Regions from separate parts of the Macaca mulatta genome. Here region 2 is linked to region 1. Evidence: chromatin contacts called from public Hi-C data. All regions are on one chromosome and are shown on one strand. Each heading gives the region's core, a stretch centred on a gene start, on an enhancer-like site or on the middle of the called end of the contact. The rest is flanking DNA. Distances are from core to core; before and after follow the strand shown.

Region 1 (6,182 bases), core at 1,583-4,082:
CGAGATCAGGAGATCGAGACCATCCTGGCTAACATGGTGAAACCCGTCTCTACTAAAAATACAAAAAATTAGCCGGGCGTAGTGGCGAGCACCTGTAATTCCAGCTACTCGGGAGGCTGAGGCAGGAGAATGGCGTGAACTCGGGAGGCGGAGCTTGCAGTGAGCTGAGATCCTGCCACTGCACTCCAGCCTGGGTGACAGAGTGAGACTCCGACTCAAAAAAAAAAAAAAAAAAAAAAAGCTGGGCCTAGTGGCAATTTTGGGCCTCTTCTCAAGAGCTTTTGTGAATCCTGGGACTGTCCTTGGAATTTATATTTTCTTTTCACTGTTTTTTACTCATTTGAAAAATTGTCGTAAAATTTTCATGTTAATTTCAATCAAATACGTCTACTTTTCTTATCTGGAATATTTTCATGGATTTTAATATTTTGTTTCCAATTTTAAATGGTCTAATAGCAAATTGGCTTAAAAACTGTATCGATTTATCCTAGGTGATACTACAACGTTTTACAATGTGTCTTAGTTTTTTTCTTTTTATTTGGAAATTATTACAGGTTCACAGGAAGCTGAAAAAAAGAAAGTGCAGGGAGGTCCTGGAGCCCTTTCACCCAGTTTCCCTTAATGGTAATATCTTGTGTAACTCCCTGTTAGTTCGCCATTAAAAAATATATATTGGCCGAGCGCAGTGGCTCACACCTGTAATCCCAACACTTTGGGAGGCTGAGGCGGGCGGATCACGAGGTCAGGAGATTGAGACCATCCTGGCTAACACGGTGAAACCCCGTCTCTACTAAAAATACAAAAAATTAGCTGGGCATGGTGGTGGGTGCCTGTAGTCCCAGCTGCTGGGGAGGCTGAGGCAGGAGAATGGCATGAACCCGGGAAGCGGAGCTTGCAGTGAGCTGAGATTGCACCACTGCACTCCAGCCTGGGTGACAGAGCGAGACTCCGTCTAAAAAAAAAAAAATTGGGGCCTAGCACAGTGGCTCAGGCCTGTAATCCCAGCACGTTAGGAGGCTGAGGTGGGCAGATCTCAAGGTCAAGAGATCAAGACCATCCTGGCCAACATGGTGAAACCCCGTCTCCACTAAAAATACAAAAATTAGCCGGGCGTGGTAGCGGGCGCCTGTAGTCCCAGCTACTCAGGAGGCTGAGGGAGGAGAATTGCTTGAACCCGGGAGGCGGAGCTTGCTGAGCCGAGATGGTGCCACCGCACTCCAGTCTGGGCGACAGAAGGAGACTCCGTCTGAAAAAAGAAAAAGAAAAAAAAAATTGGGCCTTTTCCTGTCAGAAGTTCCCTCTCTCTCACTAGAGACAGAGAGCTGTTTACCTTTCTCCTGTCTCTTTCTTTTGTCTATTAAACCTCTGCTCCAAACATATATATTTTTTGTTTTCAGTTAATGATATTCATTTTACCTATTTAGGTAAAGTTTTCACATATTCAAACAATTTTGATAAAGAAAAAAATAAAGCTTCCAAGAGGCACAAAGGAAGGAATAGTCCTTTTTTTTTTTTTCTTGGATATTTCTGAATGAAACTTAAGGATTTTAAACATCATTATATCATTGAACTGAGAAATGGAAAATGAGAAGTGTTTGCCCAGGTGCAGGGTTTATGGCCAGAATCCCCCTAACAAGGTTGGGGAGATGAAGAAGGAGGTGTCCACAAACCTCCTGGAATTCAATGCAGGGCCCCTGGAATGTGCAGGTTTCCAGAGCGAGCTTTCTTTTTCTTTCTTTCTTTTTTTTTTTTGAGACACAGTTTCGCTCTGTCACCAGGCTGGAGTGCCATGGCATGATCTCGGCTCACTGCAACCTCTGCCTCCTGGGTTCAAGCGATTCTCCTGCCTCAGCCTGCCGAGTAGCTGGGACTACAGGTGCCCGCTACCACACCCGGCTAATTTTTTGTATTTTTAGTAGAGACGGGGTTTCACTGTGTTAGCCAGGATGGTCTTGATCTCTTGACCTTGTGATTCGCCCACCTTGGTCTCCCAAAGTGCTGAGATTACAGTCGTGAGCCACCGTGCCAGGCCAAAAGCTTTTTTTTTTTTTTTTTTTAATTTTTTTGAGATAGAGTCTCAATCTGTTGCCCAGGCTGGAGCACAGTGGCACCATCTCAGCTCACTACAACCTCCGCCTCCCGGGTTCAACTGATTCTCCTACCTCAGCCTCCCCAGTAGCTGGGATTACAGGCATCCATCACCACGCCTGGCTAATTTTTGTATTTTTAATAATTTTGTATTTTAGGGGTTGGGTTTCACCATGTTAGCAGGCTGGTCTCAAACTCCCGACCTCAAGTGATCCACCTGCCTCGACCTCCCAAAGTGCTGGGATTACACGTGTGAGCCAACTGTGCCCGGCCTTTATTATTAATTATTGTTATTTATTAATTAATTTTATGTTTTTGAGACGGGGTCTTGCTCTGTTGCCCAGGCTGGTCTCAAACTCCCGGGCTCAAGCGAACCTCCTGCCTCTGCCTTGTTAGCTCGGCCCACAGGTGCATGCAGGCCCCACACGGCCTTTTCATCAGATCCTGAAAAAGGCTGAGAACTGGCCCAGACTCCTTCCCTTCACCCTCCGCAACGCCGCCCCCCACCTGGCACGTAGGTGGCGCTCTGCCTGGGGATGACGAGTTCTCGGCTCTCCTGGCAGAACTGGCTTGTGGAACAGCCAAGGCCGCGGCGGAAAATGTCTTTCTTGACCAGCTTGTCCTTGTGACCAATTTGGTTTCAACCCAATCGTCTACGCCTCCACTCTGTCACACAAGGAAAATGGGGGGAGGGAGTGGGGGAAATGGATGGAGCGGCTGGTTCCAGAAGACGCCGGCAACGGAATTTTAAACCCAGGCAATCTGCTTCCTTGTCATCCTAAAAGCTGTGGCAACTGGCAGGCTCCAAGCTCTCTGGAACACTGGCTTCCAAATGCTAGTTTGGAGACAAGGGGAGCCTGTGATTGCGATTTTACCGATTTGCAACGAAACATTAATGTAGGGAGTTTTTGCTAAGCCAAATTTATTCCATCTAAAGATAATCCTTTATTCTGAAATCATGTCCTTGTTTTTTTTTTTTTTTTCCTTTGGTTTGGGGAGGGAGAAGGGTGTTCTAAAAAGATCTTTCTTTGGCCGGGCGCAGTGGCTCACGCCTATAATCCCAGCACTTTGGGAGGCCAAGGCGGGTGGATGACCTGAGTTCGGGCGTTCGAGACCAGCCTGGTCAACATGGCGAAACCCCGTCTCTACAAAAAATACAAAAAAATTAGTCAGGCCTGGTGGCGGGTGCCTGTAATCTCAGCTACTTGGGAGGCGGAGGCAGAAGAATTGCTTGAACCGCGTGGTGGAGGTTGCAGTGAGCCAAGATCGCATCATTGCACTCCAGCCTGGGTGACAGAGTGAGACTCTGTCTTAAAAATATGTATATTTATTTCTTTTCTGAACCAACAGGACTGGTGCATAGCAGCTGCTGTGTCTTGGGGTCTCTCATTGGCCAAACAAAATGCTGGCAACCCAAGGCAAGCCCTCCACATTATTTCTGGAACCCTACTGCTCTGTGGAATGCAGAAACTCTGGGAATGGTGATTTTGGAGGAGTCTGGCAGTGTGGCCCTTTTGCCTTATGCTGTGCCCAGCCCCGACCCAACACCACTCTGGCCAATGGCTCTGCTCACCTGTGCCAGCTCCGTGCGCACGGCCTCCTTCCTCTTCATTACCTGCCTTCCATTATTTGCAGATAAGTGTCTGCAATAACCAGCCTGTTACCCTTAGACAATTACATTCTCTTTTTCTTTTTTTTGAGACAGAGTCTCACTCTGTTGTCCAGGCTGGAGTGCAATGGTGTGATCTCGGCTCACTACAACTTCCGCCTCCCAGGTTCAACCAATTCTCCTGACTCAGCCTCCCAAGTAGCTGGGATTACAGGCACCTGCCACTACGCCCAGCTAATTTTGTATTTTCAGTAGAGACAGGGTTTCACCATGCTGACCAGCCTAACCTTGAACTCCTAACCTCAGGCGATCTGCCTGCCTTGGCCTCCCAAAGTGCTGGGATTACACTCATGAGCCACCGCGCCCAGCCGACAGTTATATTCTTCTATCAGCAAACATTGATATTCTTTTGTTACATCTTTTAATGAAGCTGACATTAGGGAGATGTTTTCTTTTCTTTTCTTTTTTCCTTTTTTGTTTTTGAGACGGAGTCTCTCTCTGTCGCCCAGGCTGGAGTGCAGTGGCGTGATTTCGGCTCACTGCAACCTCTGCCTCCTGGGTTCCCGCCATTCTCCTGCCTCAGCCTCCCGAGTAGCTGGGACTACAGGTGCCTGCCACCACGCCCGGCTAGTTTTTTGTATTTTCAGTCGAGAGGGTGTTTCACTGTGTTAGTCAAGATGGTCTCAATCTTCAAACCTGGTGATCCGCCTGCCTCACTCTCCCAAAGTGCTGGGATTGCAGGCGTGAGCCACCGTGCCCGGCCTATTTTCATAAAGTCAAATGGCTGCCTTTTAAGAGGGTTTGGGTTCCAGGTTAATGTTTCAAAACCTTCACTAGGGGATGGGTGTTTGGTGCTGATGGTGGAAGCAGAAAAGGAGTTAGGAGGACTTCCTCCCTGTTGATCCAAGAAGAGCTGCTTTGAGAGGTCAGATCCCCAGGGGACCCAGTACAGCATGCCAGCCCCTCCCCAAGCTAATGAGCTCTAAAAGTATCAACACGATGAGCTCAGCCCTGCGGTGAAATCATTCAGACGTGTTGCTCTCATAGCTGTGGCTGCCTCTTACTGACCACAGCTTAAATCCTCCCTCCCTGCAGCCTCCTCGGGGGACCTCCAGAGCTAATCACTTCAGGGAGCTTCACTGAAATGTGCTCCTGGGCTGGGCGCAGTGGCTCACGCCTGTCATCCCAGCACTTTGGGAGGCCGAGACGGGCGGATCATGAGGTCAGGAGATCGAGACCATCCTGGCTAACACGGTGAAACCCCGTCTCTACTAAAAAATACAAAAAACTAGCCAGACGAGGTGGCAGGCGCCTGTAGTCCCAGCTACTCGGGAGGCTGAGTCAGAAGAATGGCGTGAACCCGGGAGGTGCAGTGAGCTGAGATCCGGCCACTGCACTCCAGCCTGGGCGACAGAGCGAGACTCCGCCTCAACAACAACAACAACAAAATGTGCTCCTCCCCCTGGGCTACTCATAAAAGCTTTATCGTGGGTGAAGCCTGACCCAGATGGAACAGCAGCATCTCCCAGGTCAGGGGGCCAAAGGCGCTAGCCGAGGCAGGATCTAGGCTTACAGAAATAACTCGGTTACTATTAAAAAGCCGGGGGCGGGGGAAGAGGCTGTAATTTTATCTCTTCCTGCGTGCCCCTCTCTTTACGGTTTGGGCCTGACCTGGTGACTATTTGTACTTGAGTCACTCACTGTGGGCCAGACAACATCAAGATGCAATTTCTTTCAAAGTTAGAAAAAAAGATAAATAAACGGAAGCCTGCTCCTGCTGGGTTTATAAAGAGCTGTTTTCTTCCTGAGCTCTATGGCATGGTGGCTCCAATCTGAAATTTCTTTTTAATCATAGCAGGAGTCCCAATTAGCATGTTGGGTAATCTTTCAAGTAGAACTGGGAGTTCCGTGACCATAGAGAGCCGAGGAAATGTTATGCGTGAAGCTCTGGAGGGAGAGGGCTGAGAAGGCCGTGCTGTCAGGCTCGTGCACACACGTATGTCAATCAATGTGCATTTGCAGGCTGGATCCCAGTCCCAGTTGCAGGCATGTGCACCCTGGGTTTCTTGACCCCCAGTTCTATCATACCAAGACCAGAAGGATTGTATGGAGTGTACATAGTGTTGCCTTCGGTGCAGAAACCCCAACTCTGCCCCGTCCGTAAGCCAGCATGCCAACACACAGGCCACGCACGCATACCTACCCCTTCCCCCTGAGAACACAGGGCAGGAACCAAGCTGCATGTGCCAGGCTGTGGCGCAGAGTTTGGGGCGCCCCCGGCTCTCCGTGAGATGGGCCGCAGCCCCGGACTCAGCTGGCACCGGGGCCCAGCTCCGATCCGGCACGCCGCTGACCTACTTTCCTTTGTTGTTGTTTTTGGAAGTGCTGATGTCGATGCAGAACTCAGCAGAGAGGCTGAGTGAGAAAAAAAAAAAAAAGAGAAGGGGGTAGAGAGAGAAGAAGGGAAAGAATGAAGGGGAGGGAG
Region 2 (6,483 bases), core at 1,275-3,774, 110 kb before region 1:
GATGATAGGTGTGAGCCCATGGTCCTCAGGAAGGACCAATCTTATTCATCTTCAGAACAAGGTTACTTCTCACCTTCAAGCATCTGCATGGAATGCCCTTCCCCCTTCTCAATGTGGTGAACTCAGCTCTCAAGACCTAACTCCAAGGGCACCTCTTCTGTGACTGTTTCCTGATTATCCCATAGTCCCTGGCAGAGCTAGCAGAGCCCTTTCTCAGTCTTTGTGACTTCTGTCAAACTCTAAGATGGTTTGTGGGTCTTTCTTCTCCCACGACACCTGAAGCTTCTGGAAGCCCAAGCCCAGAGCCTTAGCTCAAATCTGAAGCTTCAGTGCCACCAAATGCATGTTTGAGTGAATACGTCAGACTGGCCTTCTTTTTTTTTGTTTGTTTTGTTTTGGTTTTTTTTGAGACAGAGTCTCGCTCTGTTGCCCAGGCAGGAGTGCAATGGTGTGATCTTGGCTCACTGCAACTTCCATCTCCTGGGTTCAAGAGATTCTCCTATAGCCTCCCAAGTAACTGGAATTACAGGTGTGTGCCACCACACTTGGCTAATTTTTGTATTTTTAATAGAGACAGGGTTTCACCCTGGCCAAGCTGGTCTTGAACTCCTGACCTCAAGTGATCTGCTCAGCTCGGCCTCCCAAAGTGCTGGGATTACAGGTGTGAGCCACCGCGCCCAGCCTGAACTTTTTTTTTTTTTTTTTTTTTTGAGATAGAGTCTCGCTCTGTTACCCAGGCTGGAATGCGGTGGCACGATCTCAGCTCACTGCAACCTCTGCCTCCCGGGTTCAAGCGATTCTCCTGCCTCAGCCTCCCGCGTAGCTGAGCCTACAGATGCATGCCACCATACCCAGCTAATTGTTGTATTTTTAGTAGAGATCGGGTTTCACCATGCTGTCCAGGCTGGTCTCAAACTCCTGACCTCGTGATCTGCCTGCCTCCACCTCCCAAAGTGCTAGGATTACAGGTGTGAGCCACCGTGCCCAGCCCTGACCTTTTTGACCTTCCCATCATGTCACCTTTTCCTACAAGGAGGGATTCAATTGGATTTCTGCTTGGATGTCACCTGCTCAGAGCAACTTTCCTTCACTGCCACCCCTACCCCTGTGTCAGCTTCAGAATAATATTCTGCTTGTTTTCTTCTAAGCACCATCTTCCCATCTTCTCTGGACTTTCCTCATTTGGTCCCTATTAAAATGGAAACTCGGCCGGGCGCGGTGGCTCACGTCTGCAATCTCAGCACTTTGGGAGGCCCAGGCGGGCGGATCACGAGGTCAGGGGATCCAGACCATCCTGGCTAACGCAGGGAAACCCCGTCTCTACTCAAAATACAAAAAATTAGCCGGGCGTGGTGGCGGGCGCCTGTAACCCCAGCTACTTGGGAGGCGGAGGCAGGAGAATGGCGTAAACCCGGGAGGCAGAGCTTGCAGTGAGCTGAGATCCGGCCACTGCACTCCAGCCTTGGCGACAGAGCCAGACTCCATCTCAAAAAAAAAAAAAAAAAAAAAAGGAAACTCCTTGAGGACAGGGCAAAGACAAGCCTTTTTCGTCTGCTGAATTTTTAGCCACGGCAGTGCCCCACACATGCTGAGCCTTCGGTGAATGTGTGTTGAATGAGAGCCTTGGTCCATCCACTTTTCCTTCCCTTCGAATCCCTCTGATCTCAGGCCAGCAGAGGGTGCCGCCTCCACCCAGGATCTCGCCTGGCCCGAACCTTCTCTTCCCTCAGCCCAACAGGCCCCTGCGGGACCCGCTTTCCAAGGGGCGTCTCCTCTATTTTCCGCAAACCCCTGGAGGGGTCTGTGTGGACCAAGGGAGATCAGAGACCCCCCCCACCCGACCCAGGCGGAGACAGCCCACCCGAGCCCGCACGGGTCCTTCCTTCTCCCTGGAATTTGCAGCTGACCCTTCCCGAATGGCTTGCTCCTCTCCTCTCCCCACAAAAGAACAGTGTCCTGGGACTCGGGGTGCGGGGCAGCCGGGTTCGCTGGAGCTGCTCAGTGCGGGGAAGAGCCGTCGAGACTGGGAGAAGGGGCGCTGGCCAGGGAGGAGACGGGGCAGGGAGCGCACTCGCGATCCAGACTCTGGGCGGTCCTCGCGTCCCAGCCGCCTCTCCCGATGACCTCCAGCCGCGAAGGGCGAGCGGGCGGGGGCTGGGCTGCGGGTTCGGGCTCCGGGAGGCCTGCGGGGCCGGGGAGGGGCGTGGAGTGGCCCGAGGACCGGCTTGGGGACTGGGGCAGGTGCCTGGACGGACGCCGGCCGAGGATCTTCCCCGGGGGCGGGTGCAGTGAAAACACCTTGGGAGGCGGCGCCGCGCGGCTGAGCGCTGCTGCCCTGGGAATAGGACGGCGCTCGGCACTGCGAGCTGAGAGCACTTTCATAAATTTTGTATGGGAGGCGCTCCGTGAGCGGGGGCGGGGAGCGGAGCGAGAGGGAGGGAGCTAGCGAGCAAAGGAGGGAGGGAGGAGGAGAGGAGGGGGAAGCCGGGGTGGGGGGGAGGAAGGGAGGCGCCCCGCTCCGCCGATCGCTCGGTCCTGCAAACGCGCGCCGGGCGCTTTCCCCGGAGCTCGGCGGTGCGTGCGAGCGCCCTTTTGCAGCAGCCGCGGCGGCGGTGGTCCGAGGGGGCGGAGAGGAGGGGGCTGCGACCGGCCGGCCAGGGGGCGGCGTCCCCCCTCAAAACCGCCTGCAAAGTGCTCCGGGTGGCAGAAGCAGGCCGCCGGCTCCGCGGAGCAAGCCGCTCGCCCCGGGGCTGAGCAAGCGCGCGGGGCTGCCGGGCAGCACCACGGTTGCTTGCGGGCGCCGGTGTCCTCGGCGCGGGGCTGGAGCTCACCATGCCCCTGAGGGGCCGGGCCACCGGGCACGAGCGGATCCCCGGCTTGCCCCCGCCTCAACGCGCTCGGATTAGCTGCAGCTGGCGCCCAGGGATTTGAATCTGGACCCCGGGAGGGAGTGCGCCTAGGCCGACCTCGGAGCGGCGGCCCCGTGGCCAACATGCTTCGCAAAGGTGAGTTGGAGCCGCAGGGGCAAGTTGAAGTTGAATGCGCTCAGGAAAGAGCCGTGAGCCCTGGAGCCGCCCGGCGCTGGGGCTCTCGATCCGGGAAGTAGCCCCCGGCGGGCTGGTGGGTTTTGCCGGGCGCACCCGCCGAGGGGCTGCTGCTGGGGCTCAGCTCCCGTCGGTGGCCAGTTGTGAGACACGGGGTTTGCTCCATGGATCGAGTGGCCAGGCCTAGAGATCAGGCCCGGAGGGGTCAGTCGGAGACCAGAGTGAGCGGCCGGTGGTGGAAGGGGAGCCGGCCTCCTGGGACCTTTGCTTTGCTGTGATAAAGTTTTGCACTTGCAGGCTCCATCCCCTGCGCGGGCACACGCCCTTGCTTCTGCCGCTTTGTGGAGGCCGAGTCCGCACGGCGCTCCTGTGCAGCCAGCGGTCAGTGACCGCGCGGCCCGGGCGCTCCCCGCGCGCCCTAGCTCCCCAGACGAGGCCCGGACGCGGACGTCTTCTCTGCAGTCCTGCTCTGATCCCCAGGGATGGGCTCTGGGCACCCAGCTGCTGAGGGTGGGGAGCAGCCAGCGCCTGATGTCCAGTTCCTCAAACTTTCCTTATGCTGGGAGTGGAGGGACGCGAAGGCCGTGCCGCCAGTGTGCGCGACCGGTGCCCAGCTCAACTTGAGGACAGCTGGCTTCGCGACCACCTTAGCTAGACGCCCCGGCAGCCTGGCCCAGTACCGAGCGCGGCAAAGTTGGTGCGGGCACCGGGGAAGTTCCGCCGCGGCCCCACGTGGTTGCCACGCTGGGCGCCGTCCCCCGGGCCCTGGGAGGGCAAGTGATCACGCCGGGAGCCCACGGGCCCCGCCACCAGCTGTTCCAGCCTCTGCGTCTGCCTCTCTCCCCTCCCAGGTCCGAGCGGGCTGTGGCGCCCCGCCGGGATCTCCCCGCGCCTGGCCCGGCCGGGAGGCTGAGAAGCCGCGGGGCCTGCGGTTGGCTGCCCCGGCCCTGCGGGAGCCGGCTGAGGCGGGAGCTCAGGTAGCGGAGGGGCCTGATCCCTGCGCTCCGCGCTCCAGCCTTAATCCGCCCCTGTTTCCATGGCAACAGACCGAGGTGTCGTAAGCACAGGATTCTGACCTCACAGCAGGATGGGGAAGGAGAAAACGCGCACGGGGAGGGGGTGGAGGTGGGGGAGGTAGGGGAGGTGGGGGAGGGGGGGAAGCGAAGCCCTAAGATGGGCGGAGAGAAGCAGATGTGGAGGTGATGGCGGAGACCCAGATATAAGCAGGTCAGACAGGTGGGTGGAGGAACCACGCCTTTGGTGGGGCGGTAAAGGCCGTTTGGTGGTCGCAGCTTGGGCGGACCGAGGAAGCTGAGTTGCCCCGTCGTCTTGGAAGAGTCACAAACTTGCGTGTGACTTGTGCCCTCCACGTGGGTCGGTGCAGTGCAGGGGGAAACGCTGGCTGTCTTCCGCTGTGGTGTGGAAGAGTCTCTGGGGCTAGTTGGAGAAACCGCTTTGCAGACACACCCCAGATCCTCCTTTTCCCTGCAGAAAGGCACAAAAAGTCCTTTCAGCAACCGAGCAGTGCTGGCCAAAGTGTCTTTGCACAGAGAAGGTGCTTTTTACAGAGCTGAGCACGAGCCCAGGTCTGAGAAACTTGGGCCTGGAGCATGCAAACTTGCCCCAGTCGGGAAGACTTCCCGGGCACCTCTAAAGAGGCCGCCATGTCTGGGCTGCAGGTCTGTGATAGGGATAATGGAGAGGAACTGACATCTCATTTCCCTTTTGGTCTTTTGTCTTTTGGCAGTTTATAGTTAAAAATGAGCCACCAAGCAGCCCACGCACTTTATTTATATGGTTTAGGTGCCCAGGGAGGCTCCAGCAGCCTCCAAGAACCTTTCTCTCCCACCCTAGCTAGCCAGAGGCCCAGCTATGGATGAGCCCATTGCATTGTGGAGGCGGCTCCCGGGGGGAGCCTCCTTACCCTGCACAAGAGGTGGCCACTGGAGGCTTAGCAGTCACGTGTGTTTGCTACTCGGGCTGTTTTTTCCTTCCTGCACAGCCTGGTTGGCTGAAGAGGTTCCACCGATAGGTTTCCACCTGAATTGGCCCAAAGGAAGCAGAGAAGAGAAGCCCTTCACTAGGCTGGGCTCAGCCTGGGGACCTGGAGACTGCCCCTAGGACATTGTGTGGACAGAGGACTTGTGTTGGTTCTTTCCTGGGCAGGCAGTTTTCTCTCTTGGCCCCAGATCCTGATCCTTTGGATTTGTTTCTTCTGCACACCTGTATAGGACACTCAGATTCTCTGTATGGATTCTAGGTAGGCGCCCAAAGCCAAAAGCATGCCTGAGGCTAATGCCCAGGGAGGTGGCCATTCAAGTGTCTGCTTCTAGAATTATTCCCAAAGTCTCCAAGCAAAAATTATATAAGAGGCCAGGTGTGGTGGCTCATGGCTATAATACCAGCATTTTGGGAGGCCAAGGTAGGAGGATCACTTGAGACCAGGAGTTTGAGGCCAGCCTGGGCAACAGAATGAGACTCCGTCTCAAAAAAAAAAAAATGGAGTCTCACTCTCTTGCCCAGGCTGGAGTGCAGTGGTGCAATCTCAGCTAACTGCAACCTCTGCCTCCCAGATTCAAGCAATTCTCCTGCCTCAGCCTCCCAAGTAGCTAGGACTACAGGTGCACGCCACCATGCTTGACTCATTTTTTGTATTTTTAGTAGAGATGGGGTTTTGCCATGTTGGCCAGGCTGGTCTCAAACTCCTGGTCTCAAGTGATCCGCCCACTTCTGCCTCCTGAAGTGCTGGGATTACAGGTGTGAGTCACCGCACCTGGACAAAATTTTAAAAAATTATCCAGGTGCAGTGGCATATGCTGGTAGTCCCAGCTACTTGGGAGGCTGAGGTGGGAGGATCACTTGAGTCTGAGAGGTAAGGGCTACAGTGGGCCGACATTGTGCTACTGCCCTCCAGCCTGCGGGACAAAGCCAGACGCTATTTAAAAAAAAAAAACAAAAAACCAGACTGGGCACGGTGGCTCACACCTGTAATCCCAGCACTTTGGGAGGCTGAGTTGGGAGGATCACTTGAGGTCAGGAGTTCAAGACCAGCCTGACCAACATGGTGAAACCCCATTTCTACTAAAAATGCAAAACTTAGGCCGGGCGCGGTGGCTCACGCCTGTAATCCCAGTACTTTGGGAGGCCGAGGCGGGCGGATCACAAGGTCAGGAGATGGAGACCACGGTGAAACCCCGTCTCTACTAAAAACACAAAAAATTAGCCGGGCACGGTTGTGGGCGCCTGTAGTCCCAGCTACTCGGGAGGCTGAGGCAGGAGAATGGCGTGAACCCGGGAGGCGGAGCTTGCAGTGAGCCGAGATCGCACCACTGCACTCCAGCCTGGGCGACAGAGCGAGGCTCCGTCTCAAAAAAAAAAAAAAAAAAAAAAATGCAAAACTTAGCCAGTCGTGCTGGCACATGTCTGTTATCCCAGCTTC

Evidence for each region. A called contact is a pair of places that touch in the nucleus more often than the background predicts.
Region 2: a Hi-C map of fetal cortex germinal zone shows a contact between it and region 1, with 2.1 times the contacts expected there. The contact joins the promoter of RTN4RL1 here to the enhancer-like site in region 1. A contact is called at or near these places in 5 of 14 Hi-C or Micro-C datasets (cortical neurons, fetal cortex germinal zone, fetal cortical plate and 2 more).

The regions. Positions count from the first base shown.
Region 1 is chr16:3,460,896-3,467,077 of T2T-MMU8v2.0, reverse strand. No RefSeq gene overlaps it. Among named protein-coding and RNA genes, the nearest start is that of RPA1, 85 kb to the right of the region's middle. Within about 2 kb of position 2,832, at least 9 of the 40 cell types and tissues checked have an H3K27ac peak or open chromatin away from gene starts, as enhancers often do. A contact at or near this core is called in cortical neurons, fetal cortex germinal zone and fetal cortical plate, where this site is marked.
Region 2 is chr16:3,571,294-3,577,776 of T2T-MMU8v2.0, reverse strand. It overlaps RTN4RL1 (reticulon 4 receptor like 1), which reads left to right and starts at 2,524. Exons shown (of 2, transcript XM_015118194.3): 1 at 2,524-3,005. The coding sequence starts at 2,993.